Regions from separate parts of the Mus musculus genome. Here all the other regions are linked to region 3. The links are chromatin contacts, called in public HiChIP or PLAC-seq and promoter capture Hi-C maps. All regions are on one chromosome and are shown on one strand. Each heading gives the region's core, a stretch centred on a gene start, on an enhancer-like site or on the middle of the called end of the contact. The rest is flanking DNA. Distances are from core to core; before and after follow the strand shown.

What was found. Promoter capture Hi-C pulls out the DNA fragments that hold promoters and counts their contacts. HiChIP or PLAC-seq counts read pairs in DNA pulled down with a chosen protein or histone mark.
Region 1: a contact with region 3 is called in an H3K27ac HiChIP or PLAC-seq map of embryonic stem cells, with 2.7 times the contacts expected there. The contact joins two enhancer-like sites. A contact is called at or near these places in 6 of 484 Hi-C or Micro-C datasets (B cells, cortical neurons, palatal mesenchyme and 2 more), 1 of 115 datasets of contacts at active chromatin or transcription factors (embryonic stem cells) and 2 of 9 other capture datasets (embryonic stem cells and liver).
Region 2: a contact with region 3 is called in a promoter capture Hi-C map of embryonic stem cells, with 2.8 times the contacts expected there. The contact joins the promoter of Tph1 here to the enhancer-like site in region 3. A contact is called at or near these places in 6 of 39 promoter capture datasets (the 3T3-L1 cell line, the C10 cell line, embryonic stem cells and 3 more), 1 of 15 datasets of contacts at CTCF or cohesin (the NIH/3T3 cell line), 1 of 115 datasets of contacts at active chromatin or transcription factors (embryonic stem cells) and 3 of 9 other capture datasets (adipose tissue, embryonic stem cells and macrophages).
Region 4: a contact with region 3 is called in a promoter capture Hi-C map of embryonic stem cells, with 5 times the contacts expected there. The contact joins the promoter of Sergef here to the enhancer-like site in region 3. A contact is called at or near these places in 13 of 39 promoter capture datasets (the 3T3-L1 cell line, 3T3-L1-derived adipocytes, the C10 cell line and 8 more), 1 of 15 datasets of contacts at CTCF or cohesin (the NIH/3T3 cell line), 3 of 115 datasets of contacts at active chromatin or transcription factors (bone marrow-derived macrophages, embryonic basal ganglia and embryonic midbrain) and 3 of 9 other capture datasets (adipose tissue, embryonic stem cells and macrophages).

Annotation. Positions count from the first base shown.
Region 1 is chr7:46,769,426-46,776,226 of GRCm38.p6, forward strand. Hps5 (HPS5, biogenesis of lysosomal organelles complex 2 subunit 2) reads right to left here. Exons shown (of 23, transcript NM_001005247.2): 12 at 6,340-6,526; 13 at 5,389-5,512; 14 at 3,695-3,844; 15 at 3,047-3,118; 16 at 2,182-2,756. Among named protein-coding and RNA genes, the nearest start is that of Saa2, 21 kb to the left of the region's middle. Within about 2 kb of position 1,471, at least 6 of the 459 cell types and tissues checked have an H3K27ac peak or open chromatin away from gene starts, as enhancers often do. A contact at or near this core is called in embryonic stem cells, where this site is marked.
Region 2 is chr7:46,663,388-46,670,434 of GRCm38.p6, forward strand. Tph1 (tryptophan hydroxylase 1) reads right to left here and starts at 3,990. Exons shown (of 11, transcript NM_001136084.2): 1 at 3,876-3,990; 2 at 1,789-1,921. The coding sequence starts at 1,914.
Region 3 is chr7:46,079,742-46,087,286 of GRCm38.p6, forward strand. Nomo1 (nodal modulator 1) reads left to right here. Exons shown (of 31, transcript NM_153057.4): 29 at 1,654-1,773; 30 at 3,494-3,586; 31 at 3,862-4,471. The coding sequence ends at 3,993. Among named protein-coding and RNA genes, the nearest start is that of Kcnj11, 17 kb to the right of the region's middle. Within about 2 kb of position 5,355, at least 39 of the 459 cell types and tissues checked have an H3K27ac peak or open chromatin away from gene starts, as enhancers often do. A contact at or near this core is called in embryonic stem cells, stem cell-derived epiblast-like cells and trophoblast stem cells, where this site is marked.
Region 4 is chr7:46,634,352-46,641,558 of GRCm38.p6, forward strand. Sergef (secretion regulating guanine nucleotide exchange factor) reads right to left here and starts at 5,456. Exons shown (of 11, transcript NM_013789.2): 1 at 5,362-5,456; 2 at 1,070-1,205. The coding sequence starts at 5,421.

The DNA of each region.
Region 1 (6,801 bases), core at 221-2,720, 690 kb after region 3:
GCATAGCCTTTCCCGTCACCTCGCTGCAAATACCCATGGACACATTCTTTCAACAGCCTTTATCACGGCCTGCTGTCACCCCCCAGCACAAGACCCCAAGACTGGCTAAGCACTGGAGGAAACAAAAACAAAACCTACCAGGATATAAGCTCATGTTTTAAAGATTGTAAGTTAAACTGGGAGATAAAACTCCGTGGAATTTTTATTTTTGTGTATGTGTGTGCTGGTGTACCCAGAGGCCAGGAGACAGCACGGGATCCCCTGGAGCTGGAGTGGTAGCCATCTGATGTGGGTGCTGTGAGCCAGGCTCAGGTCCTCTGCAAGAGCAGCAAGTGCCAGCTCCTAACCTCTAAGTCTCCTTGTCAGACTCACATAAAGCAAATTGTCAGAGGACAAAAGCACAAATAGTGGAAATGGAAGTGACTATTATGCTTTGAAAAAGTAAGTTTATAGGACTCTGTGTGTACTGTGTTTGTATATACCATGTATGTGTGTACTGTGTGTGTGTGTTCCATGTATGTGTGTACTGTGTGTGTACCATGTATGTGTGCACTGTGTGTGTGTTCCATGTATGTGTGCACTGTGTGTGTGTGTACCATGTATGTGTGTGCTTATGAGTCACATATCTCTATTACTGAAGGCAATCTGTTCAGGTTTTACAGAACCTGTATCCCATATCATCTTTTAGATTTAAATTCAGTAAAATTGGATTTAGCTCAGTGGTAGAGCGCTTGCCTAGCAAGCGCAAGGCCCTGGGTTCGGTCCTCAGCTCTGGGAAAAAAAAAAAAAAAAAAAAAAAAAAAGACAAAATAAATTCAGTAAAATTGATTTAAAAATAGTTGACCTTTAAAACATAAAACCAAAACAAACACCAGCCATGGAGCAAATCTTCATCCTAAGGAGGAAGAACTGCCTTTTGGGAGCATTCAGGAACCATTCACAGCCAACCTCAGTGAATAAAGGGAGTGGCAAGCTAGTTAGAAAAACAAAAACTTGCCGGGCAGCGGTGGCGCATGCCTTTAATCCCAGCATTTGGGAGGCAGAGGCAGGCGGATTTCTGAGTTCGAGGCCAGCCTGGTCTACAGAGTGAGTTCCAGGAAAGCCAGGGCTGCACAGAGAAACCCTGTTTCGAAAAATCCAAAAAACAAAACAAAACAAACAAACAAACAAAAAACAACTTTTCTGGTTTCAAAAAAGGCCAGAAATGGTGGAGCACGCCTTTAATCCCAGCACTTGGGAGACAGAGGCAGGTGGATCTCATGAATTTGAGGCCACAGCCAGGGCTCTGTACAAAGACTCTATCTCAAAACAAACAAACAAACTAAACAAACAATGAAAGCAAAAATGGTATGACTCGGGACCTAAGTAAAATGTGGTTGTTGGTTTTTTATGGTAGTTTTCAATGGTCCTGAAGAGACAGGCCAAAGAACAGTGTCAGAACAGTCAGCTGCCTCTGATGTGGGGGGGAAGAGCTCCCACTGCTGGCAGGAATGCAAACTGCTACAGTTGCTGTGACACTGGAGTTTAGATCTGCCATATGAGCCAGGTATCCATCCCAGGAATCCCAAGTCAACACACCAAAGGTACCCCGCTCAGCCAAGTTAGCTGCAATGTTCACAATAGCTAAGAAACCGAACATGCCTGTCCGTCCATCAGAGGGTGAATGGTTAAAAACAATGTGGTACATAAAGAATATGGAATTTATGTGGTCATAAAGGAAAATGAAATCATGACTTGTGTGGGAAAATGGATGGAACTGGGAATCATGTTAAGCAAAATAAGTCAGACTCAGAAAGACTCAGAAATGCCGCATGTTTTCTATTGCGCAGCTGTAGAGAAAGTAATAGAACAGAAGAGGAGAACTGGAGGGAAAAAGGCATCCGCTGAAAAGAGGAAAAAGAAGGCCAGGGGCGAATGAGGAAAAGTATGTAACACATACGAAGATGCCATGATGAAACCCCTTACTTTCTATGTTAATGTAAAAAGTAACTTCATTTATGATTAGTGTGTATTTTCATGTATCAGAGGCATACACACATACATACAAATACGTATTTTTTTAAAAGAGTTGAGTAGAAAACAGAAGAGAGTCTGGCCAGACAGAGAGTTCTAGCCAAATCTTTTGTCAAGTGCCCACATTATAAAATACCTCTACATTTGGCAATGCCACCTGATAGTTACCTTTTAGTCCTTCGACAAAAGTGTCCCAAACGCAAGGGCTGTCGTAAGTGAGCTTGATACTCTCCTTTGCTCTTTTCAAGTCCAGAAGAAAAAAGTACTTCTTTAGGAAACGACAAGCCAGGATTTCTGGAGAGAGCTGCTGTGAAGCCCGGTCCACATGCCCACCTACGCTTTCCATTGCTGAAGTCAACACATTCAGTTCCAAGCACAACGTTGTCAATTCCGCCAGGTCCCTCTGAAGGCTGTTTGTGATGGCGTATGGAGAGCATACTCGAAAACGGTCAGCCGAGGGCTCACTGAGGTTGCTTACAGGGTCACAGGTTATCTGACCTCCAGCTTCTTCAGTGACTAAAGAGACCCTTCTTCCTTCTCCACTCTCTTCATCTAATACTCTCTTTTCTGTCTCACCGAGGAGGTGTGCACCCAAGTTTGATTTCACGGTTGGACTGCTGGTATTGGAAATGCCGGGGAAGTCTTTCATGGCAAATGTTTTCTCTAACTGTGAAAGCCACTCAAGTAAAACCATTCTTAGCACCTTGGGCTCAAACAGAACCAGAGGGTCCAATAACTTGGTCCTATATAAAAGAGATGAATGTAAAGTTGTTTCATTTGTTTTTTTTTTTTTTAAACAATTTAAACAAACTTAACTGATTAAAGCATACTCATATAGAATAAATGTTGCTTTTGAGCATTTTAAATGACAATTTTCCTGCAAGCCTACAAGGCAGACAACACTGACCCTGGAGCACGTTACTAATTTTGGAACATCCATTGCAAATGAGGCTACCTCTGACCTAGACAGTCAAGACCAGTGCAGATGCAGTGCAAAGGCCACCCCCACGCACTGTAGACCTTCCACACTCACATTGCTTCTGCTGTCGCTGCTGTGAGTTCTTGAAGCCTGTCTTCTTTAGGAGGTTGATGAATTTCTTTCTCCCTAGAAAAGCATGAAAAAGAAAGAATCCTACTCACAGGCAATAGGGGCAACCAAAGCTTTCTTATTTTGTCTTTTTTTTTGTTTGTTCAAAGCTTTCTTAAGACCAAGACTTCTAGTACTTACTAAATGGCAAGTATGTTTCATGTTGCATTGCCTTAAAGAGTCTCCCTGTCACTCCCCATCAACCCGTATCTTCATTAAATATTCTGTTCTAATTCATCAAGCAATAGCACATCCTAGAGCTGACAGGCCAGACAGCATTAAAGATGTGAAGCTACAGCTAGTCAGAAGGCTAGGACACAACCTGATCTTAGTCACCTCCTCTTAATCTAGCACTCCTTTGTCATTCCAGAAATGTGTCAAGATGACAGAGAAGGCGGAAGGTGAATGAGGTCTGAGACTGAAGTTCTGTCTCAACAGTAATTAATTCTTTGTAAACTGTGGAATTTGCAGATTCTGCGCTACGCAACAGTCTTCGATGAGCAGCGTCACACATACAGGGTCTCCCACAGTACTGTCTATGGCTTCTGCACACTGCCAGTTGCCCTAGCATTCTAGACTCAGACACAAGCTTACTCAGTGTCCTCCTCCAGAGGGCAGGTGACTGCACTCACTTCCTCTTCATGTGCTCGGTCAGCATCCTTGGATTCAAAAGGCTCTTTCAGCTCGGGGCTTCCGTGAAGGGTGCCAATCTTCTCAGTAGTTTTACGCACAAAGCTAGAAACACTGGAAGTCAAATACCAAAAATCTAACATGAAATTATATCAACACTGTCAGAGTTGATATATAACACTAGTTATATATCATAGTTGCTCTAACACTTGTTTCTGATGTTTCTGTTTGCATTAGTACTATTAAGCCAGCTTGAACTTAATAAAAAGACAGACTCTGCTCATAACAATTTCTCTAATCAACCACATTTCACATGAGTCTCATATAAACTTACGATAAAGTGATTCACTGTGTTTATAGAACTGCCCTGAAGCTGAGTGGTAGTGGCACATGCCTTTAATTCCAGCCTTTAGTCAGGAGGCAGATCTCTGTGAGTTTGGGACAATGCTGACCTTGGTCTACAGAGCAAGGTTCAGGACAGCCAAAGGTACACATAGAAATCCTGTCTCAAAAACAAAAACACAACAACAACAACAACAAGCCCCTGTCCTGAGATTAGTGAGTCACTGCTGAGGGGCAGGTCTCTAATCCAGTTGTTCCTGCAATGTCATGCCTCCTTCAACTCAAGCAAGGTAAACATGTGACCATATGCCACTTTCTAGTCAGAGAAGAACAAGGATCACCTCATGGGACTTAGCTCCCAACTTTTCACAACAGATACAGAAGGACAGACAAGAAGAATGTGCACTCAGCAGGACTCGAGCAAGTAGCCGAGCAGAAGACACATCTTCTCATTCATTCTCAGGGCCAAGACTGGAAACATTTTCAAAAATTTCCAATTTCTCCCAGATGATGGTATGTACTTTTAACCCCAGCATTCGAGAAGCAGAGGCAGGTGGATCTCTGCTTGAGGCCGGCCCATTCTACATACGGAGTTGCATGTCGGCTAGAGCTATGTAATGAGGATATGCCTCAAGAAGGGAAAAAAAAAATCCTCCAATTCTGACCCATTGAGTGAGAAAGGATCAAGGACTTAAAGGGCCAGCAAGACACCTCAGCAAGTAAAGGTACTTAATATTCTTTTAGAGAACCTGGGTTCACTTCTAGCACTCACGTGAAGGCTCACAAGCACCTCTAACTCCAGTTCCAGAGGACCCAGCATGGCTTTGCTCCCACAGGCACCCACATACACATAGTACACATAAAACTCACACAAAAATCTTCACATACACAGAAAAAGCAAATGGGCCGCAAAGCGGCTGCACTGGTAAAGGCACTGCCGCCCAGCCTGACAAGACGAGTGACATCCCTGGAATCCACACAGCAGAGAACTGATGAGACACGGTGGTCTTCTTCCTCTACGTGGACACACTACAGCATACACCAGAGATGAGACCAAAGTATTTCATCTTTGCTGTGTCTGGGGTGGAAGTGGGGGCTCATCTACAACAACCTAAATACTCAGCTATGCAAATGAAGAGGAACACTCAATTCCCCAAGGTTAAAAGGAGAAATTAGTAGTTTATAGTAACTGGTGACTAGAGAAGTAACTTAAGAGGCCTTCTTTTTATCATTTAAAATGTCTTCCTTCTCAACACGTCATTTGACAAGTAAAGCCAAGTGAGAAATGGGGTTAAAGGGCAAGATGGTTCACCTACCTGTCTTTAACAGCCTGAAGAGACACGAGGGGAGATGGAGAACGAAATGGCAGTGCAATGCTGAAGGGCAGAAAAGCTTCACTCTTATCTACCTCAGACATCACTGGACTGTGGGAAGCACTCTCTGATAAACAGAAGAAGGGAAAAACAAACATCTAATCACATGGAAGACTTCTAAAAAGCTAAACAAATTCAGAAATGAATAAACCAAAGGAAATGAAGGATTCAATACCAAAATCATAACCGACCCAGATACAAATGAGCACAGAACACAGGTTTATGGGATGCATGGATGGTCCACATGAAACACGGAGCCAGGTACCTTCATCCAACTACTAACCCTGAATCCCCATAAGCCACAAAGGTAGTTTAGAGTTTCTACTAATCTCTTCTCAACAGTTCAGTCACAGGAATGCTGGAGCATTGAAAAGGGAAGGCAATGGCTCCCAAACCTGGAGCCATCTTTCATTCCTGGTGGAAAATAATGTGGTTAGTGAGGGTAAAAAGCGTCATTATTTTGGCTAATAATCTGTCTTAACCTGTCCAGCATTTTTGATGCATGACCCAAATTAGGCCCTTTACAAATGTTAGTCCAAACAAGAGGTTAAAGACAACCTATGTGCCGGGTGTGGTGGCGCACGCCTTTAATCCCAGCACTCGAGAGGCAGAGGTAGGCGGATTTCTGAGTTCGAGGCCAGCCTGGTCTACAAAGTGAGCTCCAGGACAGCCAGAGCTATACAGAGAAACCCTGTCTTGAAAAACAAAAAACAAACAAAAAAAAAGACAACCTATGTGTCACCATCTTCTAGTGACCAGCAGGTCTACAGGCAGCTAGTCTCTAACATGCCAAACTTTACTCAGACCTGACAGAAACTCTGTATAACATTATCTTGTCAATTCCCAGAGAGCAACTGCTCCTTGTCAGTGACCAACAAGAGACACACCCATCACCTTCATTCCTATTGGCACCACAGCCCTGCTCTGGCTGCTCCTCTTCCTGGTGTGAGGCAAATTCTTTAAGCCTTTCATCTTCTGAGAAGGTCTGGCTGTGAAGGGAACAAGAATCTTCGTCGGACTGACTGCCTCTTCTACTACTGATGATACGATAAATACCAGAGTCCAAGATGCTAAAACTTTCCTAAAAATGAAAAGAATTCCCCTCAAAATCAAAGTTCTCCCATGTAATACAACACAGCTTTTCCCAAATAACACCAGTGCTAGAGTCTAAGGTCAGCGGCAGCAACAGCTACAGCTCCCCAGCACACACCAGGGAAAGAAGAGCTTGAGTGCTTTGCGTGGGGATGTCACATAAGCTAATGCCACCATGCTACCCACCACACTGCTCAGCCTGTCCTGTCTTTGGAAAGCAGGCAGTGAGGAAGGCCGTAGGAATGAGATAGTCCTGAGACCCTC
Region 2 (7,047 bases), core at 2,740-5,239, 580 kb after region 3:
AATTCCTAATGGCCTGAGGGAGGCAGGGTTCTCTCGTATTTTATTGAGACATGCAGAGAGACATTCACTCCCAATGACCACCTAGCTAATAAAGGATTTGTGTGTACACAAATCTGGAACCTGCCCAGCCGTGTGGTGTTCAAGCACCATGACTTAGCCTGTGCAGTCTATTAGAAATAAATTATTGTGTCCCTGGGTCCTTAAACTGAGTTAGAGCCTCCATTTCAACGGTGTCACAGGACCTAGTGTCTCTCTTTACACCTAGAGTGTAGCCGTGCACTCTCTAAACTGCTTGCTTAATGTCCGCCTCCCTCTCCAGATCACATCCAGCTCTGTGATGGACGGTACCATGTCTGGTTTGTTCGGATCCACATGCTTAGCATAGAGTCCAGTACACCACACATAATAAGTGTTCAGTAAACGCTGTGCTCTGTCTGATTCACCCATATTTCATCAGGAGAGCTGCAGAAGAGGGGCTGGGAAGATGGCCCATTGGTTAAAGTGCCTGCTGCACAAGCATGAGGTGCTGAGTTTGAATCCCCAGCACCCACATAAAAGCCTGGTGCAGCTACACTGTGGGGTTAGAGAAACAGGAATCTCTGAGGCTTAATGGATGCCGGCCCATACCCAGGCTCAGTGAGAGATCATGTCTGAAAGGAATAAGGCAGAGAACGATAGAGAACGACCTGACATCCTCCACTGGCCTCTGCAATGTGCACCTATCACACACACACATCCAGATCCAGTTTCATGGAAATGACATTCCTGGGTTAAAAATTTAAACATTTGGGCCAGCAAAATGGTTCCACAGGTAAAGGAGCCTGCAACCAAGTCTGGCAACCTAAGTTCAATTCCCAGAACCAACACAGTGGAAGGAGAGAACCAACTCCTGCAAGCTGTTCTCTGACTCTCTCTCTCTCTTGTACAACCTCAAGCACTTCGAACAGTTTAACTATCAATTCCTAATGGCCTGAGGGAGGCAGGGTTCTCTCGTATTTTATTGAGACATGCAGAGAGACATTCACTCCCAATGACCACCTAGCTAATAAAGGATTTGTGTGTACACAAATCTGAAACTTGTGCTTGAGAGAGCACATGTGCACACACAAATACACCCACATAATAAATAAAAATAAAAATTGTAAGGAGGAACATTTTAAGGCTCATAAATGCACAGTAACCCACAGTGTCACTACATCAAACTGAAAACATTTGCAGGCCATATGCAATGAGGTTTTGACAACGGCAGCTGACATAATGGCAGAGTCCTTGCTAATATTTTAACTTTGTCACTTGAAAATATTAATATGTCATTAAATAATATCAATACTACATGGCTAGGCATTTTGTTAAGTGTAAAATGCTTTGTTTAGACTCCTCCAATCTCCTTCTCAGCTATTTGTGTCTATCTTTCCTGGGCTGTTTTCTTTCTTACCCATTTCTCAGAGCTGAACATATTTTTATTTCAGCTTTGTGAGTGTGTACCCGAGTGTTGGGCATGCACCACAGGTGTGCAGTGCCCAGAAGAGGAAATCAGATCCCCTCAAATCAGAATTAGAGGCAGTTGTGAGCTGCCTGGTGTGAGCGCTGGAATCTGAACCTGTGTCCTCTGCAAGAACCACAGGGGTTTTTAACCACTGAGCTATTTTTCCACTCTTCCTGAACAATATGTTAGCAAGTTAAGAGACTTCTATAGGCCGTCTCTGAGGAACTGGACTGACAGTACCTTACATTTTAAATAGAACTTCAGAGACCCATTTTTAGATGGACTTTGTGGGAAATCCATACCTGGAAGATTTTCAGCACTTTTATGAGTCCTCCGACTTCATTCTCCAAGGAGAAGATGAGAGTCACTCTCCCTCTTTCGGAGGAATGGTCTTTGTTCTCTTTGTTCTCCTTGTTGTCTTCAATCATGGTGAATCTGAAGTGTGAAAGTTCAGATAAATGAGTGCTAAGCACAGAACTGGCCAGCAGGGGGCAGAAGCGGTGACTCCATCCACCTCCCGCTCCCATTCCTCTATCTGCAAAACCCACGTGTTAGACAGGCTTTTCCAGATGGAAGTGGGACAGAAGGTGAGACACTGCCTAGCATAGCCCCCAGAATGGCAAGAGAACCTCGTGTGTCTCTGCACTTCCCTTTCCTGTCCAGTCTGAACTTCACCCCCGAACTGAGATCTCACTGCCCATCAAATTCGGGTCATGAGTAGCTTCCCCACGTGCTTCACACACATCTTATACCCTAAGACGCTGTAAAGCCCCTTCAGAAAGGGGCCAGGCTTTTGTTTTCTTTGTAACTCAACTACAGCATACAGCTCTAAGGTGAGGCCATACGCTTCCTCTGGATCTTTGATGATGCACATCTTTCTGCTGTACTAAACACTTTCAGACTGGCCTAAAATCGGGTCCTTGTGCTGACAGCCACATTCCCACAACACCAGCAATGCTGCCTGTGGATCTGCCTAACCTTGGGGCATTCCTTCAACAACCCCATGATTTTCTCTGCTATTTCTCTCCCCCTTTAGCCTTCTATTTCCTCTTTGAGCCCCTTTCTAGCCAGGTAAGAAAAGGGTCACCCTTAAATGGAGAGGTTTACCCTCAAAGGCAGGGGTCACCCTCAAAGGCAGGAGATCACCCTCAAAGGCAGAAGATCACCCTGAAAGGTTAAGGAGTCACCCTCAAAAAAGAAGGAGTCACCCTCAAAGGAGGGGCAGGATCCTCACCTGAATAAAGATGTGGCAGTGTGCAGGATCCAGCACAGGAAATAAGACCGGCCAAGAAGAAGGCCATCTGTTTAGCAGCCTTGGCAGGGCATAGTGAAGGGTACGTGCACACCACCAACTCTTTCCTTAGCTTCATCACCAGTAAGAGAAGCTTCGAGGTCTCGTCTGGGAAGCACGGTGAGGTGTTTGAAAGTGGTGGGGGCAGAGTTTGAAGGTAGGATTGAAAGGTACAGTGAATGGTTTGGGAAGAATCCCCGGGGATAGTGGTTTTCTTTTCTAAATGGGATGTGGGAATGAAGTGGAGGTGAACTGTAAGCAGAAAGGCTTAAGCCCAAGGGAGACAAAGGAACCCTCCAGAAGTGCCAGGCAGAGGCTGCCTCCCTCCAAATGATCAGAAAGATCAAGGGCAGCAGCTACAACACATGGACATATGAACTCCAGTGACTGAGTCTGTGACCCTGGAACACTCGGTTAGGATCCCACCCTTGAGCCGGCCAGTGGTGGCATGTGTTTTTAATCCCAGCACTCAGGAGTCAGAGGCAGGTTGATCTCTGTGAGTTCGAGGCAGGCCTGGTCTACAGAGTGACGGCCAGTCTTCCATGGAGAAACCCTACCTTATAAAGGAAAAAGAATCCCACCCTTGCCATCCCACAGGCACAAGCTTCTGGGGCCTTGACCTCCACCTCCATTCCAAGACGGCTAGGGTGGACCATCAACCAAGTTCACTTAAAACCTCTGAAAATCAGATCATTACATTTAATCGGGGTTACTTTTACCTGGACTGTTAACTAGCCCTGAATCTCAAGGACCTATGCCTCTGTCAATTGTGACCTGGGATAGAGCTGCAGAGTGCAGATGTGGTGCTGAGAGAAAGGTCTAGCATCGAAGATTCCCTTCCTTTGATGGCGCTTAAGGGAAGGTTACCGTTATAGAGGAAGAAGAAAAGAGATATTACCCCTTGGATGGAAAAGAAAGAAGATTAATATGTTCTTGCTGGCAAGAAGTCACAGAGACACAGGGTTCCCAATAAAGCCGAAATCCAACGTGGGACAGAGTCTGCTCCTGGCACACAGGAGGTCCTCAAGAATAGGGTCTGCTATCCCCCAAGAAGCTCTAAAGGAACGAAGAGCAGAGCCCTGAGGGGTAGGACTTCACCTGGTTCCTACTAGAAGTTGATCCCGTCCTTGCTGGGAGTCTTCTGATCCGATGTCCCAGGGAGGGGCTATCCCACTCACCCACTCACCTCAGAGCCACTGGAGTTTAAAGAGTCACTTGAGGATGGGAGCTGACGCCTCTTATAGGAGAAGCGCATCGTCAGAACGGCCAATGGGCGCCGGGCGCACGGTTGAGGATATAGCAGTGCGGGAGGAGGGCGAGGAGGGGGCGGGAACAGCGCGGGTGTGGGCGGGAGCAGCTTGCCCTGACCTCTTAGTCGCTGTCTGCTGTCTGCTCTGCAACCCAGGCGCCGGTCTCATTCACAGCTATTCTCGTAGAGTTTTAATTAAGTTAATGTTGACGCATCCTCAGCCACAAAAAGTCTGAGTAAGATTAAACAATCCGTTTAGAACTTCCCTCCAAACCACCATCACACCTGCTATTGACACAATGACCTCCCGCGGGGCTTGGACCCAGTCTCTGGGATTAGAAACCAAAGCAGGACTTCCCCAGTCTCCAGCCTATCCCTGAGTTTCTGGGTTATCCTCCTGAGGCTGCCTCATCTTTCTCCTAGTGCAGAGCCTTATCCTTTAGGCAGAAGAACTACTGGACGTTTTAGAAGAGCTCACTACTCTTGTGATTAAAAAAGAAAAAGAAATGTACGATGCACGCAGATAACGATGCTGTGCCTGCTGAAATATCACTTTCCCTGCTATACGAACTCGGCTCAGAAGCCAAATAGCATTTATCTGTTGACGATCCGTTATTAGACGCTCTACTAAAGGACCAAAGCATGGTCCCTCTGTATCCTGGGGGACTAGTCTTAGGACACTTCTAGATGCCAGAGTCTGGGGGATGCTCCGGGCTGTTATAAAGAATGTATCATAGCATGCATATATCCTGTAGGCTTCATCTTTAGATTATTTGTCATACCCAATGCAATCTAACTGCTATGTACATATATATAAAATAGTGCTGCCTTGACTTAACAAGGAAAAAACTGCACAAGCAACCAATGCTGGCCTAGAACTCAACAATGCTCCTCTCTCTGCCTCTCCCTCTCCAGTGCTGAGATTCCAAGATAAGCCATCTGGTATGGCCGAACATCCGCTTTTCTGAGGTGTACATTTCTGAGTCTTGACAAGTTGATCCACTTGTCAAGTACGTAACCACTAAACACCAAACGATCAAATACAGGATATTCCCACCCTCCAAAGGTATTTGCTTGTCTCAGTCTTCTCCCCGACGGCCCCTGATTCCCAGGGACAGCCGCTGACCTGATTCTCTTTCTGTTATTTCACCTTTCCTGGAATGAGGGACATGGATGCTTCAGAGGCTGTGGGACTTTTGTGCCAGGCACACATCACAGTGCTTTTGAACTTCAGGTTTGCACAGGTTGTCAGTCCCTTGGCTGAATGTGCATGTATTGCAGGGTGCTATGTGAAGGTTCAGTCGGGGTCTTGCTTGCTCTGTAGCCCAGGCTGGCCTTGAACTCACACACAACCTCCCTGCCCACCCTTCCAATTTGAGATTATTGGCACCAACTTGTCCGATCTCAAATTGCAGGATGCCCATGATTTCAAACCCCCTTATAGTTTTTCCTTTTATCTTTAGAATAATTCGATGGATTTAAAAAATTGTGCTTGCATTATAGATCAGCAAACTGGGGCCCATAGCAAACAGCTCTACAGCCTCCTCCTGCATGGGTTAGTGAGAAGAAGACAGCAAAAGCATTCTGATTTGAGGTCCTGTGTTCTTGCTCAATACCATGAAAACAGAGGCCAGAGTGACTTGGGACCAAGCTGAAGTCAAGGCTGCCATTCCCAAGCTGGGTATCTACAAAGACATGAACTGCCCCACTTAAAAAAAAGAGATGAAGCCAATCCGTTTAATGAGCATTTGATGGAAAAGCTGATGTTGGGCCATGTTAGTGGGCTGAGAAAAGCTAGAAATGTCCCTGAGCCTCTCTGACCAGGCCTGTGAGCATATAGCTCCCACCCCCACTTCTCTGCCATGTATCTTTTTTCTATTATGTGTATTTAGCACACACATGATGATGCATATACAAAGGCCAGAGGACAACTTGCAGGAGTCAGTTTCTCGCTTTCTACCCTGTGAGTTCTGGAAAATCAAATCATCAGACTTGGCAGCAGGTACCCTCACCAGCTGAACCGTCTTGCCGGTTGGTTCTCTCTGCCAGGTTTCTTCTTCTTCTTCTTCTTCTTCTTCTTCTTCTTCTTCTTCTTCTTCTTCTTCTTCTTCTTCTTCTTCTTCTTCTTCTTCTTCTTCAATTTTTATTTTATTTTATGTGCATTGGTGTTTTGCCTGCATGTTTGTCTATGTGAGACTGTCACATCTTGGAGTTACAAACATTTTTGAGCTGCCATGTGTGTGCTGGAAGTTGAACCCTGGTCGTTTGGTAGAGCAGTCAGTTCCCCTAACCACTGAGCCATCTCTCTAGCCCCTCTGCCAAGTTTCTTATATGCCCCTTATTTAACCTCTCTAAATAGCAACATTGTGTCTAGAAGTCCATGTATTAAGGACTGTCAGGACATTTTTAAAGGAAGACACATAGGAGAATCCTACTATCTGGAGCCAGCTTTGCACTGACTTGCCTGTTATATGTAGGGCCCTCATTCTTACTCCCCACTCCTTCCTACATCCTTCACCACAAAGTACCTGTAAATACGTCATTACAGAGTTATCTATGTGATTATTTTTTCACTTAAATCTCCCACAGGAGAAACAATGGTTTGGATTTTTTTTTAATGCTAAATCTTCCCTGGCTAGCCCAGTGCCTGGCACAGAGGCATGCAGTTATGTCTCAATAACTATCTGTGAGAGGTTGAACACAGTGGTGCACATCTGTAATCCCAGCAACCTGGGAAACTGAGGCAGAAAAATCATTTGATTCCAGTAGCTCAAGATCTATTTTCACAACATATCAAATATCTCAAAATATTATTAAAATAGTAACATTATTATGTGATAAAAATGTAATATTGACTATATTATATAAAATATTAGTATATATACTAACTATATTATATGACATATTAGTATATAATATTATTATATATCATATGTGCTATATAATATTATTATCATCATCATTAATATTGGCTGGGAAGATGGGCCAGTCAGTTAAGCACTTACCCTGCAAATATGGGGA
Region 3 (7,545 bases), core at 4,105-6,604:
ACATATTCCTAGGAGGCTTGGGAAACAAATTGAAACCGTCAGACATAACGCCACATCCAGAACTAAGGAGTGGGAGGTTGTTGATTGGCTTCCTTTGGGTCTTTTTCAGTGTGTGTGTGCGCGCATGTGTGCCTTCCAGTGTGTGTATATAGTGTATTATGAGTGGGTTTGTATGTGTCTCTGTGTATGTATGTGTGTACATGTGTGTTTATGTGTAGTGTATATGTGTGTCTGTGTGTGTATGTAGTATATGTATGTATTTGTATGTATGTGCACATGTGTGCTCGTGTGTATGCATTTGTATGTGTCTATGTGTATATGCATGTGTATGTGTGTGTATTTAGTATTTATGTGTGCCTGTGTCTGTATGTATATGTAGTGTATGTATGTGTTTGTATATGTGCACACGTCTGTGTATGTATGTAGTCTATGTATGTAGTCTATGTGTGTGTGTGCACGCGCACGCGTGTGTACTAAGAATTGCAGTTACTGTGCAGATTTAGAGCTGCCCTGCTCTGTCCACTGTTTGGAGTCAGTGCTGTTCAGGGATGGGTCTGTCCCTTACCTGCTTGCTGTCATCAGCTCTTTGATTATATGCTACCCAATGGTTGCTTGTGGCTCCACTGTTGGGAAGTGTGGTAACCGAACCAGGGCATCCCATACTCTTAGCGCTCCCGACCGCTGTGCATCTTTTCTTGGCCTTCCTTGGTCTCATTGTGTGCTTCTTTCTCCTGTGTGGCAAGTCTCTTGCCGCTCTGTGTATCCCCATCGCCAAGGATAGGACCAGGGTCTCACATATGTCTGGCAAGCTCTGTCACACAGAGCGGCATCCCCTTCTGTGTCTGGCAATCACAGTGTGTCTCTGAGTTCTCCTGCTTGGCCTTTTCTGAGCTCTGGCCTGGGTGTCTGTCCTCCACCCCAGAGTCGGGTGGTTTCCGGCCACTGTTGTCATCGTCAGTTATTGACTGTCCGTTCACTTGACAGGTGTGCCAGAGAACTTGGTTTCCATGGCTTTAGCTTGGGGCTGTTCCCTGTGAATCTAGGGTATAACGCCCTCTCCTGGAGCTCCCTACTACCCTGGAGGGCTGCTGCATGGCGCCTCTTTGTGTAAACTGTGGGGGCTGTCATGGAGCTTGAGGCTGCTGTCCACTGTGTCCATCCACATGCTATTTATAATGCTTACTCCTGATCTGTGAGATAAAGTGAGCACCGCAGGCCTCCCACGGTCACGGCCAGAGGCCAGAGTTAGATGCAGACCTCTGTCTTCTCCACGACCACTGTAGAGGCACTACTTTTCTAGAACTTGCCAGCTTAGGAGCCAGTTAAGTCAGCTTTGTTTCCTGTCAGCGGCAGCTCCCACGGCTCATCACACCGTCTTTCGTCAGAACCGCCTTGTAGGAACTTGTGTGTTTCCTGAAGCTGGTCCTCAAGGACTGTAGTCACCCAGGCCCACTATGCTCATAAAGAAGTCCCGTGGCCCTGACAGAACCCAGAAGATGCAGGCCCAGAGCCACCAGAGACCTGTGGCTCTTACAGCCTGAGAGTTGGTGATCAGGGGTGGATGCACAGACTCAGGGGAAAATGTGAAGTGCCGTGCATGGCTGCCACGTGTCCCCTGCTTTGCCTGAACTGTCTGTCCTCCTCCACCCACAGAACTATGTGGTGCTGCTGGACACCACGCTCCCCAGATCCCAGTACGACTACGTCCTGCCGCAAGTCTCTTTCACTGCAGTGGGCTACCACAAGCACATCACTCTGGTTTTCAGTCCCACGGTAAGTACGAGTGGGAAGTTAAAAAAAATCCTTAGATGGAGGCCGTGATCACAGCATCTCCTCCTGCCACATCACTTTCCCATGTTGGAGCTCCGTGGACACCTTTCTTCCTCTGTGCACTGACGCCTGCTGTTGGGCAACTAGTTGTGAGCAAGCAGAATGGTTTAGGTCACTGGCTTGGTGTTTGAGGAGGAGGGACACCGTTTCCCTTTAACCTGTGGCATTACATTCCTTCATGAGGAGGAACATTTAGCAATGCAGAGGACACGGGAGTGTGGAAGTGTCAGCAGGCATGAATAAACAGGAAGCAGGTGACAAGATGGCCGTGGGGAAAGACCCTGGTCAGTTTATCAGCCCCTGTAGTAGGCCCCTTCACTGCTGCCATCAAAAACCAGTGCGTTCCACATTCAGGAGATCATTTCAGTTGCCTCTGGAAGCTTGTGTGTGGTGGAACCACTATAAACTTAATAGAGATGTCTCTGGTGGAAGAGGTAGGGTCCAGGTCCAAGCTTAGGATCGTGGACTCTGAACATGGTTAGGGCCGAGAGTGGCACCCCAGAGACTGCCTTACAAAAGAGAAGCCATGCCATCGAGGTCACTCAGCAGGTAAGGGCACTCACCACCACGCCTGGTGACCTGAGTTCAGACCTGGAACTCCCACAAGTTATCCTCTGACCACACACACAGTGTAAAACATTCTTTTAGAAAAAGACAAGACTTACTTTGCAGCTATAGTTGCTCATTGCTTCTGGGGAAAGTAAGAATTTAATAAACGTTTCTTTGAGGTGTCTGTGGAGCACTAGGCTCCGTAGCTGTACTGTCTCGTATGGAGGCACCCTGTGTCTCAGTCTGTTCAGGCTGCTAAGAAGTCCACGGTAGAGCAGGTTACTTCAAGCAGCATCTGCTCCTCATGGTTCCGGCACCTGGGCTTGGCGAGTCCACCTGCAGATACAGTGGGGGAGTGCCAGCTCCACTCCGCTCCATCAATGGCCGTGCCTGGAGCCACAGGTGGCTGAACCAGCTCCTCTCAGCCGGACTTCAAAGGGTGCTGACCCCATTGATGAAGGATCTTCTCTCATTACTTAATCACCCTTCTGTCAGTATGTCATCTTAATTTCAGATGGGACAGGTCTCAATAGAGGAATTGGGGGAAGACAGTGTTCATAACCACATAGCACGGTGTATCCAGCTCGTTCCCAGGTGGTGCACACAGCTAGCTGCTTGCTTTTAGCTCTGGCATTCGGGCTTTTGAGTGGTTGTCAGTCTGTCTTTGGAACTGACGGTGGTGGGGGAGTTGCTGAGTCAAGAATCTGCAGAGCAGGGATGGAGCAGCACTGGTGTAGAGCCCTTGTCTAGCACACACAGAGCTCTGAGCTAGATCCCTAGCACACATCAGCCAGGCATGGGCACATTCCTTTAATCTCAGCACTGAGGAGGTAGGGCCAGGAGGGTCACAGGCTCAAGGTCGTCTCAGCCAGAGTGAGCTTATTTGTGATAGTAAGAGAATTCTAAGCCACTGGAGTCTCCTTGTGCCTGAATTCCAGATCTGAGTTTCAGGGCTTGGGTGATGCACACCCACACCCCAGTTAGCTTCTTTTTGGATATCAAGGGATTGTGGGTAACCTTGGGTGCCAGTGTGGGTGGCTGAGTGGGTTGAAGCTCTGGATGACAGTGGTCGATGAGTGATAACTTACAAGGAGTCATGGCTGTCTTGTTGCAGAGGAAGCTCCCTGAACAAGACATTGCGCAGGGGTCCTATATTGCCCTGCCTCTGACGCTGCTGCTCCTGTTGGCGGGCTACAACCATGACAAGGTAGGGAAGCCAAGGCCTCATGGGAAGTCGGGGGGCAGGAGATAGGCTATGGGAGGGTGCCCGGTGTCATGGAAGTTGTAGAAGGTTAAGGTTGGAGGAGACGAGGCAAATTCCTACATCTTCTTCCAGTGATGTCATTTCCAATCCTCAGGGAGGTGTTGCCTGTAGAGAGTCACAGCCTCTGTAAAACCTCTCTGCCAGCCTTCTGCAGGCCCGGGGCTCCCATAAGGGGATGCACGGCGCCTTCCAGGTGTTCATGGTCTCTCTCATTCCAGCTCATTCCTTTGCTGCTGCAGCTGACGAGTCGTCTTCAGGGAGTCAGAGCCCTTGGCCAGGCGGCCTCTGACAGCAGCGGCCCAGAAGACATGAAGAGACAAACCAAGAAACAGAAGACCAGACGCACGTGAGGAAGAAGGAGGCCCCGTCTCCTGCAGATGACACAGCCAGGGCTGCCGCCTGCCTGGGGACAAAGGCACATGCTCACTCACTTCAGGCAGGCCCTGGGCCCTGTCACCCTTGTGTTGGTGTCCTGCCTGTCTGTCCTCTCCTGTGTAGCCCTGTGGTGCAATGCGACGAATGGACCCTCCTGTCACCCTGCTGAACACAATTTATTTTCTGAGTTGAAGATAATTTATTATTATTATTTTTGTCAGAGAAGTATTTAAGCTGAGCTGGTGGCGTGAGAACATAATCTAATCTTCCACATTCGTTTGCAAGAAGAGTCCAGGAAACATGGCGTTGGTCTGCTGTGCCTTCTGGACTTTCCCCAAACCGCCCCCTGCACTCGAGGCCCGTGCCAGAAGCTGCAGCAACATCTGTCCCTCCCAGAAGGGTCTGTCAACAGCTGGATGAATAAAGTCAGCCACTCGTTTGTGTTGTAACTTGGCATAGTGTGGGGTGCATACAGAGCGGGTGGGCATTCAGCCCCAGCGACAGAGGCTGTGGGGACTGCCCTGTGTGGCACAGCCAACCTGTGGCTGAGCTCAGCTCACTGTGGTCCCTGGATGTACGTCCTGTATCTTAGAGAAGCCAGAAGAACTCTGTTGTGCTGGGCTTTAAAAGTATTTCACTTCTTGGGGAGGGGTGTCTGTCCGTCTGTGTATATCTGTGTCAACTGGCCACTTGACACGCATGTGGGTTTGCTTGCTGCACAGGGGAGGTGAGCCTCATGAGCCTCTGGAACAGATGAGACATAATCTATACGGTGTGTGGATATGGGTATCCATTCTAACTCTCCAAGTGACAGCACAGTGAACACCCCCCTTAAGTACTAATGGGGCGTTTAATTGACACTCTATAAAGGCTGAAAGCCTGTGGGAGACAACTAGATGTCAGTGGGCTCTGTCCCTCTGCAAAGGTAGCCATAGGACTTTGTGTATTCCAGGTGGCCGCCAGGTGGGCGTCGGGCTGTGAGAAGCTGCAGGACCCTGCGCCGGGGGTGGGGAAGCACAGGCTGAGGTCCCCGTGGAACTGCTGGAGTCAGGCTCTGACTCTTGGGCACCACAGATGCCTCTGGTTGCCGTGGAAGAGCTGGCTCTGGGGTCCCCGAGCCACACAGATAACAGGGACTGCAGGTTCTAGCTCTTGGATACCACAGATGCCAGTGGCGCAAGAGCTGAGGACAGAGTGGGGGCCTGTGGGGCCTCTGGCCCGGGGCCAAAGGGAAAAGGGCAGGAGGAAACCAGCTCCGGCTGGTTTCCGCAGGGAGGGGAGTCTTTGCCTTGCTTGGTCTGTGGCTTGGGTTGGTGTAGACAGTGACTGGGAGTGCTGAGAGGCCTTCCTGCGGGAGCTTAGATGCGCGGCTCTTTAGAGGAAGACCTGCTCCATTGCTCCAGCACAGCGGATCCTGACGAGAAGAGACAGTCTGTGGCCACGTGGAGAGAGTTGGGAAGGGAATGCCGAGAGAAGGGAAGCAAGAGGTCAGGAGAGAAGCAATCAGGAAGCAGGTGTAGAAGTAAGAGGAGGGGCAAGCAGCCCCGTTTATAGTGGGCCAGCTCACCTGGCTGTTGCCAGGTAACTGTGGGGGCGGAGTCCAGACAGATCACCAGGAGCTTGGGGTGTTGCCCTATGTGACTGATGGTCACAGAATTATGGATCTGGGGCCTCATGTCAGGAGCCTAGTTAGTGTCTGGGACCATGGCAAACAGGCCTTCTGTCCCTTGCAGAGTTATCTGCTGGGTGTCCGGGGTTTAAACCTAGTTCGACCAGAAAACAGGCTGCCTTTCACGGTCCCACACAAAGTGGGTGTACACCCTGTGCTCCAGTACTTGGCAGGTGGAGGAAGGAGGATAAGAAATTCAGGGTCATCCTCAGCTACATAATGAGCTTAAGGCCAGCTCGGGCTACATGAGAAAATGCCAAGAAAACAAGCCTAAGACATGACTAAGGAAGGATACCTCGAAACGCTTCCAGCTATAGCTCTTCAATCCAAGCTTCACGCTTTCCCCCTGGTCTCTCCTGTTACATGAGTGAGCACCCAAAGCCAGGAAGAACCAGTCCCTACAGGCCAGAGTAGCCTGAGAGAAGCGTTGGTCAAGCTCAGGGGACAAGGCTGCTTGTTACCGTGATGGTTAAGTGCTGTCAGCTTGATGGGATTTAGAATCGCCATGGAAACAAATGTTGGTCCACCTCTGAGGGATTTTCTAGATTAGGTTATCCATGTGGGAAGATGCACCTTAAGTGTGGGTGGTCCCAGACCACGGGCTAGGATTGGAGACTGTGATCTGAGCAGAGTCCACGTCTCTGACTCCTGACTGGGGACGTGGCAGGACCAACTGCTACACGCTCCTGCTATGCTTTCCCTCCATGGGGCTCCATATCCCATGAAGCACTGAGCTTAAGTACATAGCCTTTATAAAGTGTTTTCTATTAGCTTTGTTTGGTTTTTGTTGATAAGATAGAAACATGTGGATGTTTGTGGCCTCTTGGCTGCAGCGGGTACTGGAGGCAGACCAGGCTCAGGATGAGTCTCCTAGAATCCACATTGCCCTGGATAGTCTCCACTTCTGTATTAGTCAGGATCTTGGCTCTGCCGGGATCTTTCTGGGGCTGAGCGGGATGGTGAGCCCAAAAGAAACACAATGAGCGGGGAGACTTGTCGAAGCAGGAACTCAACTTTATGGTGTCAGCCTCTCCCTTATATAAGTTCAGAACATAGGGAGGGGGATTATTGGTGAGGTAAGATGACATAGGAGGCGGGGAAGGGTGATGGAGGATATGGGGTGACTGACAGGGCCAATGGCAAAGCTCTACCTCAGCAAAGGCGGGGCAGAGGCAGGGCCAAAACAGGTCTTGCTGAGTCACTGAAGTGACTGAGACAGGTCTCAAAACTCAAGCCAGGCTTAGGCTCTCCCACAAGGCTGCAGAAACTCGAGCCAGGCTCAGGTGTGTCCTCAAGGCCCAAACCAGGGTCAAAATGGGGCCCAACATTCTGGAGTGACAGAACTTCTGCAATGTTTCTATATATTAAGGGAATTTATTGTAATGACTTTCAGTCTGTAGGCCGACTGACCCAACAGTGGGCAGCTGCGGGTGGGAAGTCCAAGAATCTAGTAGTTGCTCAGCCCCACGAGGCCAGTTGTTTCAGCTGGTCTTCTGTAGAAGCTGGGATCCTGAAGAAGTAGGTTCCAGCAGATGTGCTGGCAGGTAAGTGCAAGCAGATGAAGAAGAGTGAGCCCTTCCTTCTCCCAAGGTCCTTACGTGGGCCTCCAGCTGAAGGTGCGGCTCAGAATAAAGCTGTGTGCCACCACGCCTGGATCTGGAACTTGCTTTGCCCCAGGCTGGCCTTGAATCAGATCTGCTTGCCTCAGTCTCCTGGGATTAAAGGGGTGCACGTACCCTGCCTGGGCCACTATGGCCACTATGTTTCATGGCCACTATGCCTCAAGATCTCCATGTCAAGATCTGGGTCAGAAGCCTGAGTCTTCCAGCCTCACGATCTGGATCATGGATACGCCCTC
Region 4 (7,207 bases), core at 4,206-6,705, 550 kb after region 3:
ATAATTTCTTTACAAAGGGGGGAGTCTATGAAGACACAAATACCAAAGCCCTGTAAAAGCCCTAATATAGCCCTGAAAATGCCTTGAGTTCATCCACTGCTATCATGCCCACGAGACAGGTGAAGGAAAAATTGAGTGTGCTGGTTTAGCATTCACTATCAAACTTCACACAACCTAGAATCCATCACCTGGAAGGAGTGTCCTAGTGAGAAACGATTCGAAGCAGGCTGGTTCATGAACGTGTCTGTGGATTGTCTTGACTATTCATTGTGATGGGGACGCCCCATCTGAACATGGGCAGTACCATCTCACGGGCTGGGCCCTTCACTGTGTTAGCGTGAAGAGAGCCAGCTAAGTACAAGCAGCAGGCAGGCAAGGATGCCTTTGCTTCTCTTTCCACTCTGGACCATGCAGGTGATACTCCCGGCAATAGCGCAAGGTTAGTAGGATATTCTGTCAAATAGAGCCCTTCCCCCCTCAGCTTTTAGTCAGGCATTTTATCACTGCAGCAGAAGTCAAAGTAGAGCCCTGTGGTCCAGGGAGCTAAAGAACCGCAGAATGGGCATCTGGGCCCTGAGAGTTTAACACCACAGCTCCCGTTCTTAACCATCCTTCTCTACGCCAAAGCACGTGCGTGCGGCACCCAGGCTCAGCACTCTCTGAACTAGGTACCAGGACAGAAAATTAGGGATGAGGTAAGGTTCTTGATCGCAAGGGATAGTTCACCTACTTGCAGAGGCTTCAAAGTGAAACTTAAACAGGTTGTAACATGTCTACCAATTTCCCTTATAACCTGAAGCCTCTGAAACCTCCTCTCTGAGCCTTAGTTGTATATGGGGGTAAAGAGAAAGATCTTAAAAGAACTCAGAAGTTCAAGCTCTGACAAGCTACAATCCCTTTAATGGTTATTTGGCTCTTTCACAAAAAAACAAAAAACAAAAAAAAAAACAAAAACAAAAAACAAATACTGCTCTCTGAGAAATGTCAAAGACAAATGAATGGCAAGGTATCATCCAAGGGGCAAATATCTCGACACGAAAGTGAGTGGCTATTCCTTTGTGAGAATTACCTGTGACAACTGCAGAATGCCCTCCTCCTCCTGTGACACTCTTGATACACCCAGCTTGACAGAAGTCACTCAGTTGCTGGGGCAGAAACACATCTTCCTTATGGCCAAGGCCAAGTTGCCCATAGCTGTTTGCACCCTACGGATAAAATACAACAAGGATGAGGAGCCCCCAGCTGTCAACATCCCTCTCCCCTGTCAGTCTCCCTGCCCTGACACAGCTCTTGGAACCCGTGACATTTCAGTAGCCACTCTCAGGAGGCTGTCTTGGGCAATCTGCCTTAAAAAGCCAGACCCATCTGTGAGCGCCACGATTTCAGAGGAGTCCTTGACATTCATAAACATGTGTCTCACTTTTACCTTCAGGTATACGACCCTGTTTTAGTTCCCTTTGTGTTGCTGTGAGGAGAGGGGACCAAAATTGATTTAGGGAAGGAATGGGTGTGTTTCGGCTTACACTTCCAGGTCACAAGTCCATCAGTGAGAGAATCAAGGCAGGAACTCGAACAGAAGCCATGAAGAACACTACCTGTGACTCTCTCTGGTTCACTCCACGAACTAGAGATGGTGCCACCCACAGTGGACTGAACCTTCCATAACAATCTGTCGATCAAGATAACCTCTCACAGGCCAATATGATCGAGGCCTTCAGTTGACAGACATGTCTCTCCCAAGGTGAGTCCATGTTGTGTCACATGGACAATAAAAACCAACCAAGACTCAACTGCCTTTGGGAATCAGCCCACGGATCCCCTCTGATAAAAGCTAATGACCTAGGAACGCTGGGGAAAGGAAAGATTAAGGGTAAGGATGGGGTCGGGGGAAAGTTAGCAGGAAACACTCTGGGCTTGGCTTTGCCTCCCCCACCCTCCCCCATGCTCACGAGGAAGCAGTGAGCTTTCTGTATGCAGTCAGTCAGCTAAGGAGGCAGCTTCCCTAAGCCGCATCATTTCATCTGTCCAGAGCAAAAGCTAGACAATGACTGACAGCTAAAGGGCCTTTTCAAGTACAGCACTGGACAACCCCGATCCAGATCCCCCTTCTGAACTCACACTATCAAGTCCACACATCGTACGGGTCTAGGCTACAGCAGAGTGATAAAGTGCTTGCCCAGCATGTTCAAGTTCCTAGGTTCAATCCCCAGCACCGGAAGGAAAAAAAAAGTCTCTAATCTGAAATCCTTACAGCTAGGTAACAGGCCCAGAGAAGAATTCAGTAGGGGTAGGAGTACTATCAGAAAGACCCTGTAAAGACAGAGGCCAGTAAGTGAAACAGTAACATCTCAGCAACAAAAGGTACAAACACAATAGTGAACGGACACCTGAAAGAGCCTAACGCCCACCCAAAAGGATTCTTATCTCTTCAAGTATCTACTCCCAAGCTGGTTCTTTTGGAGGTGAGTGGTAGAACCATTTAATACCGGGTTTTTTTGTTTGTTTGTTTGTTTGTTTGTTTTGAGGGCACATAAATAGGAACACTTGGTTTAAAACAACTACCAAAATATGAATACAAAACACACACTTATGGAAACCATCCCACCTCTTGGGTGCTTCCAGCCACCTTGAGCTGCAGGACCCCAAGATGAAGAATGAGACTTGTGGGGAGCACAGGCTAAGAGGGTCTTTTGAACAATACAGTTCTAACAAGTGCATCTCTGCACACAGGACGGCCACCTTGAAGCCTCACAGCTAGGAGCATTCGCATCCATTGTACAGATGAGGAAACTGAGGCCTGGAGGCTCAAGTGATGATCCAGTTACACAATTGGATGAGTGAGTTAGAAATCCATTTCTTCCATTAGTTCTTACTGTATCCATAAGAAAACAGGTATGTATAGGGAACCAGCCCAGAGATTAAGTCACATGACTCTAGACCAGCAGTTTTCAAAATGTGGGTTGTGGACGCTTTGGCAAACCTCTACCTCCAAAAATAGTACATTACAGTTCATAACTGTAGCAAAATTACAGTTACGAGGAAGCAATAAAAACAATTTTATGGTTGGGGGTCACCAGGGTCACAGCATCAGGAAGGTTGAGAATCCCAGCTCTTGCCTATTGCTCACGTACATTGCCATTGCTTTGTCCCCTTTCTCCTCCTCTTTGTGTCATTCCTTGGCACTAGAGTGCATTGCTGGCTTGACTGAGCTACCTCCTCTCCTAGAAAGTCACCACCATGAAGGCAGGGACTTGGTCTTATAGCTATTCTCCTAACCCTGAAACTGCACTGGCTGGCGGACTGTGGATGTCAGACATAAATCTCTCCACCCTGGAATGCAACACTGTTTAAGTGCACTGTCAAATAACACTGTTACAAACAACACTGTTGCACAGAGTGAAGCAGAGAGTATATCCTGGGGTTTCTGTCTTCTCTAGCTACCCCATTACCAGGCTTTCAGGCTGCTGAACATCTAAGAGAGAAGCCAGGCTAGAGCAATCCGGGGTTCATGCTTTGTATCAACTTCTGTGGTGCAATAAGGGCCCTAAACCCAGGATAAAGCTAGGTAAAGAAAAATTTAATATACCCTATGACAACTGTGTATACCTTCCTTCTTTACAAAGGGTCCAGACACAGCGTGTGCATACACACACACACATACACACAAAACACAAAACCACTTGGAACAAGATGAATTGTGTTCCTTCAAAATGCCTATGTCAAAGCCCTAACCTCTGACATACCAGAATATGACTGTATTTGGAGACACACCTTTAAAAAGGTAATTAAAGTTAAATGATGAGACAGACCATAATCCAGTCTGTCTAGTCTCTTCCCAAGACACCAAGGATGCCCATGCACAAAGAAACAGCCACCTGAGGCCCCAGAGAAACCAAAAGTGCCCACACCTTAATCTCGGACTTGCAACTTCCAACACAGAGAAAATAAATGTCTATTGTCTAAGAACCCAGCCTGTGGTGTTTTGTCACGGCAGCGGCAGCGGCAGCGGAGGCCAACTAATACATGCTCCCTGATTACGCAGCAGGAGGAATACCCCAGCAGGCCTCCAAACACACTAGGTTCAGCCCTGGTTCTGTCTCTGTCCATTCAAGGCCACAGCTGAAAGGCTTTTCCTATCAGGTGTTTTTCCTCTGTCCAAAAAGACAGCAGTCTCCAGGCTGGAAAATGACAGCAACACATTCAGTTACTAACGCCCACCCCCACCCCACCCCCCAACCCCCACCTCCCACCCCCCCTGCCAAGCCTCGTTCAAGTGCTACTTCAAGGAGTTGAGCCAGCCAGCCAGGCCAAGCCATGCTCTCCTTTCTGACAGCCTTACACTCAACAAGTGAAAGGTATATAGATAAATTCTAATTTTGGCAAAAAACATAGCTGTTATGGCTTCCTCTATCACAAGAACTGGGAATAGCTATGTATTTCCCAAACATTAACAGATGGCTGTGCACACAAGTACTCATTCATTCGTTTCATTCGCTCGTTCATTCATTCATTCATTCATTCATTCTTTAGTCAACAAATATTTCCCTGGGGTCTACAAGATGCCAGGCACCAAGAGAGACAATGTGAACACCACTGGCTCAGTACTCGCTCTCAAGAACACCTCCGCTGTAGTCAAGGAGACTGCCGTTAACAAATCATGCATTCCATTACAATTTTGGTATTTAATACTAAGAACAGCAACACCCGACATATGCATGCTGTCACGCATGTCCCCCACACTCGTGGGTATAAAGCCTCCTCTCCAATCACACGGAAGGATGACCATAGGTCAGTCAAAGTGCAGTGTCAAACCTGCCCAGCCCAGACTTCCACACCCCCAGAAGAGAAAAGATTTGGTCACAGCCGAGTAACAGCAAATACGCAGGGTCTGTGCCTTGCGCGGCCATACTCCACAGGCCTCACATCCACAGGACGCTCCCCAGGGTGATGGCGCTGGAAAGAAGCCTTCCATCCTCCAAGCAAAAGGCAGGTTCGATGACACAGGTGGCCCCAGGAGCTCTGGGACCGAGATCTCTCTGCCAAGCCTCCACGCTGTCTTTCTAGGCAGTCTGGCGGCCGAGCGCTTTCCCAGAATGGATGCTTTGCTCTGGATGCAGGGTCCTCCCGAAGTGCTTCAGTCCCTCGGGTCCTCATCCCACAGCTAGCAGTAGGCCCCTCAGGCACTGCGGGGAGACCCTCCCTCCGCACCCTCTCCTCCTTGCTGCAACCCAGGATCCTCCAATCCAGGACCCTAGCTCGGGCCGCCGCCTCCCAGCTCCCTGCCACCCACGCAGACGCCGGGAGCTCCCGGGTCTCCTCGCCCCTTCGTCTCTGCCCTAGCCCGGGGGCGGAGCCACGTACCCAGGCGAAGAGCACAGCAGCGGCAGAGACAGTCTCGGAGGCGCAGGACTCCCGCGCCATGCACACGCTCAGCCGGCGCTTCCGGGAGGGCTGACGCGGGGCGGGGCCTCGGAGGCCAGGGGCAGGGCGAGTCCGGGAGCTGGGCGCGGTCAGCGGGATGGAGGCGGGGTAAAATTAGGGATTAGGAGGGGCTAATGGGACTGGAGCAAGACGTAGCTAGGTATGGTCCTGCCCTAGAGCGCCGGGACTCAACCAAAGCACTGTCAGCAGGCACCTCGCGGCCGCCAGGGAACACACCCGGAGGTGCCTTACTACACCCACACTCGTAATTCTGCACCATGTTCAGTAATCTGGAAAACTCGCCACCTGTCCCACGCTGCCCAGAGCAGATGACCTGACAGGGGTGCAACAGCACGGTGGGAAGGGACCTGAACTGAAGATGGCAAGAGTCCAGTCCTGAGTCTTCACGAAGCTACCTTGGCCCGCTTCGCTGTGCGTTTGGGAACCCGAGAGTCTTGGGGAGCCGTGTTAGCCTTCCACAGCGGAAACCCACTACTGGTGACACAACTGGGGCTGGCTATTGTCTGATGTGCCCCTGCGTTCTCCCTACTCTCCGCGGCCCCGCACCATCTGCCCTAATTCTAATCACGAGCATAGATAATTCTCATCCAAGATAGATTTTCATACAATACAGCTTTCTATCAACGTTGTCGTGATGTTGGTGAGAGTTTAGTAATACAGTGTACCAGTGCACACTGGGGGAAATGGAATTTGGAATCTGGAATCTGGAAGGAGGACAAAAAGATCATGTCCCATTTAAGGCGATGATCTGCATTCGTAGCTCTGGCCCCTGTACAGACAGGTCTCAAGGCCTCGCCTTCCTTTTCTTCCTAGACCCTCACATTGGAAAATGTGTCAGGGAAGCTTCTGTCTAGGTCTCACCTGTTCATGCTACTGACATGTTACTGTCTGCTGTGTCTTGTGAGGGAAGCCACCCTTGGTCTTTCCTCCTCCACACTGTGGTTTCTTGAAAAGTTTGGTGGTGGTGCTTAGAAAGATCCAGACAAGCCAGGCAAAGCTGCTCTTACTCCAGAAAGAGAAAATAGAAGCCGTGAGAGATTCCATGTGCTGTTCACCGGTTTGCTGTTGCCATTTTGATCACTTCTTTCCAGCCTGTTCTAATAGGAAGTCACAACAGGGTATAATAGAAAGGTGTCTTACCAGCAGTTCCGGAAGCAAGAAATGCCAGTAACTTGCACATTGCACGGTAAGGTGGACTTGTGCGGGTCTTGTGCATGCTGTCAACAGTCTCTGGTTTTACAGACAAAATCCCAGCACTGAAGAAGAGAAGTGGGCACAAAGGCCCCTCCCTGACGAAGAAGCTATTTGCAATCAATACTTCATGAGAAAGAGAAAACCAGTTGTCTCCAATGGGACGATTGGGCATATCAGTCACCCTCCTGGGTAGGTCCCATGCTCAGGAGTAGCTGACCAACATAAAACAGACTCCATGTTTCATGTGTGGTTTTGGTTGTCCTTGTTATGGTTTGGTGAGTGTGATGGTTTACATATGCTTGGCCCAGGGAGTGGCACTATTTGGAGGTGTGGCCTTGTTAGAGTAGGTGTGTCGCTGTGGACGTGGGCTTTAAGACCCTCCTCCTAGCTGCCTGGAAGTCAGTCTTCCACTAGCAGCCTTCAGATGAAGATGAAGAACTCTCAGCATCTCCTGCACCATGCCTGCCTAGGTGCTGCCCTGCTCCCACCTTGCTGATAATGGACTGAACCTCTGAACCTGTAAGCCAGCCCTGATTAAATGTTATGCTTATAAGAGTTGCCTTGGTCATGG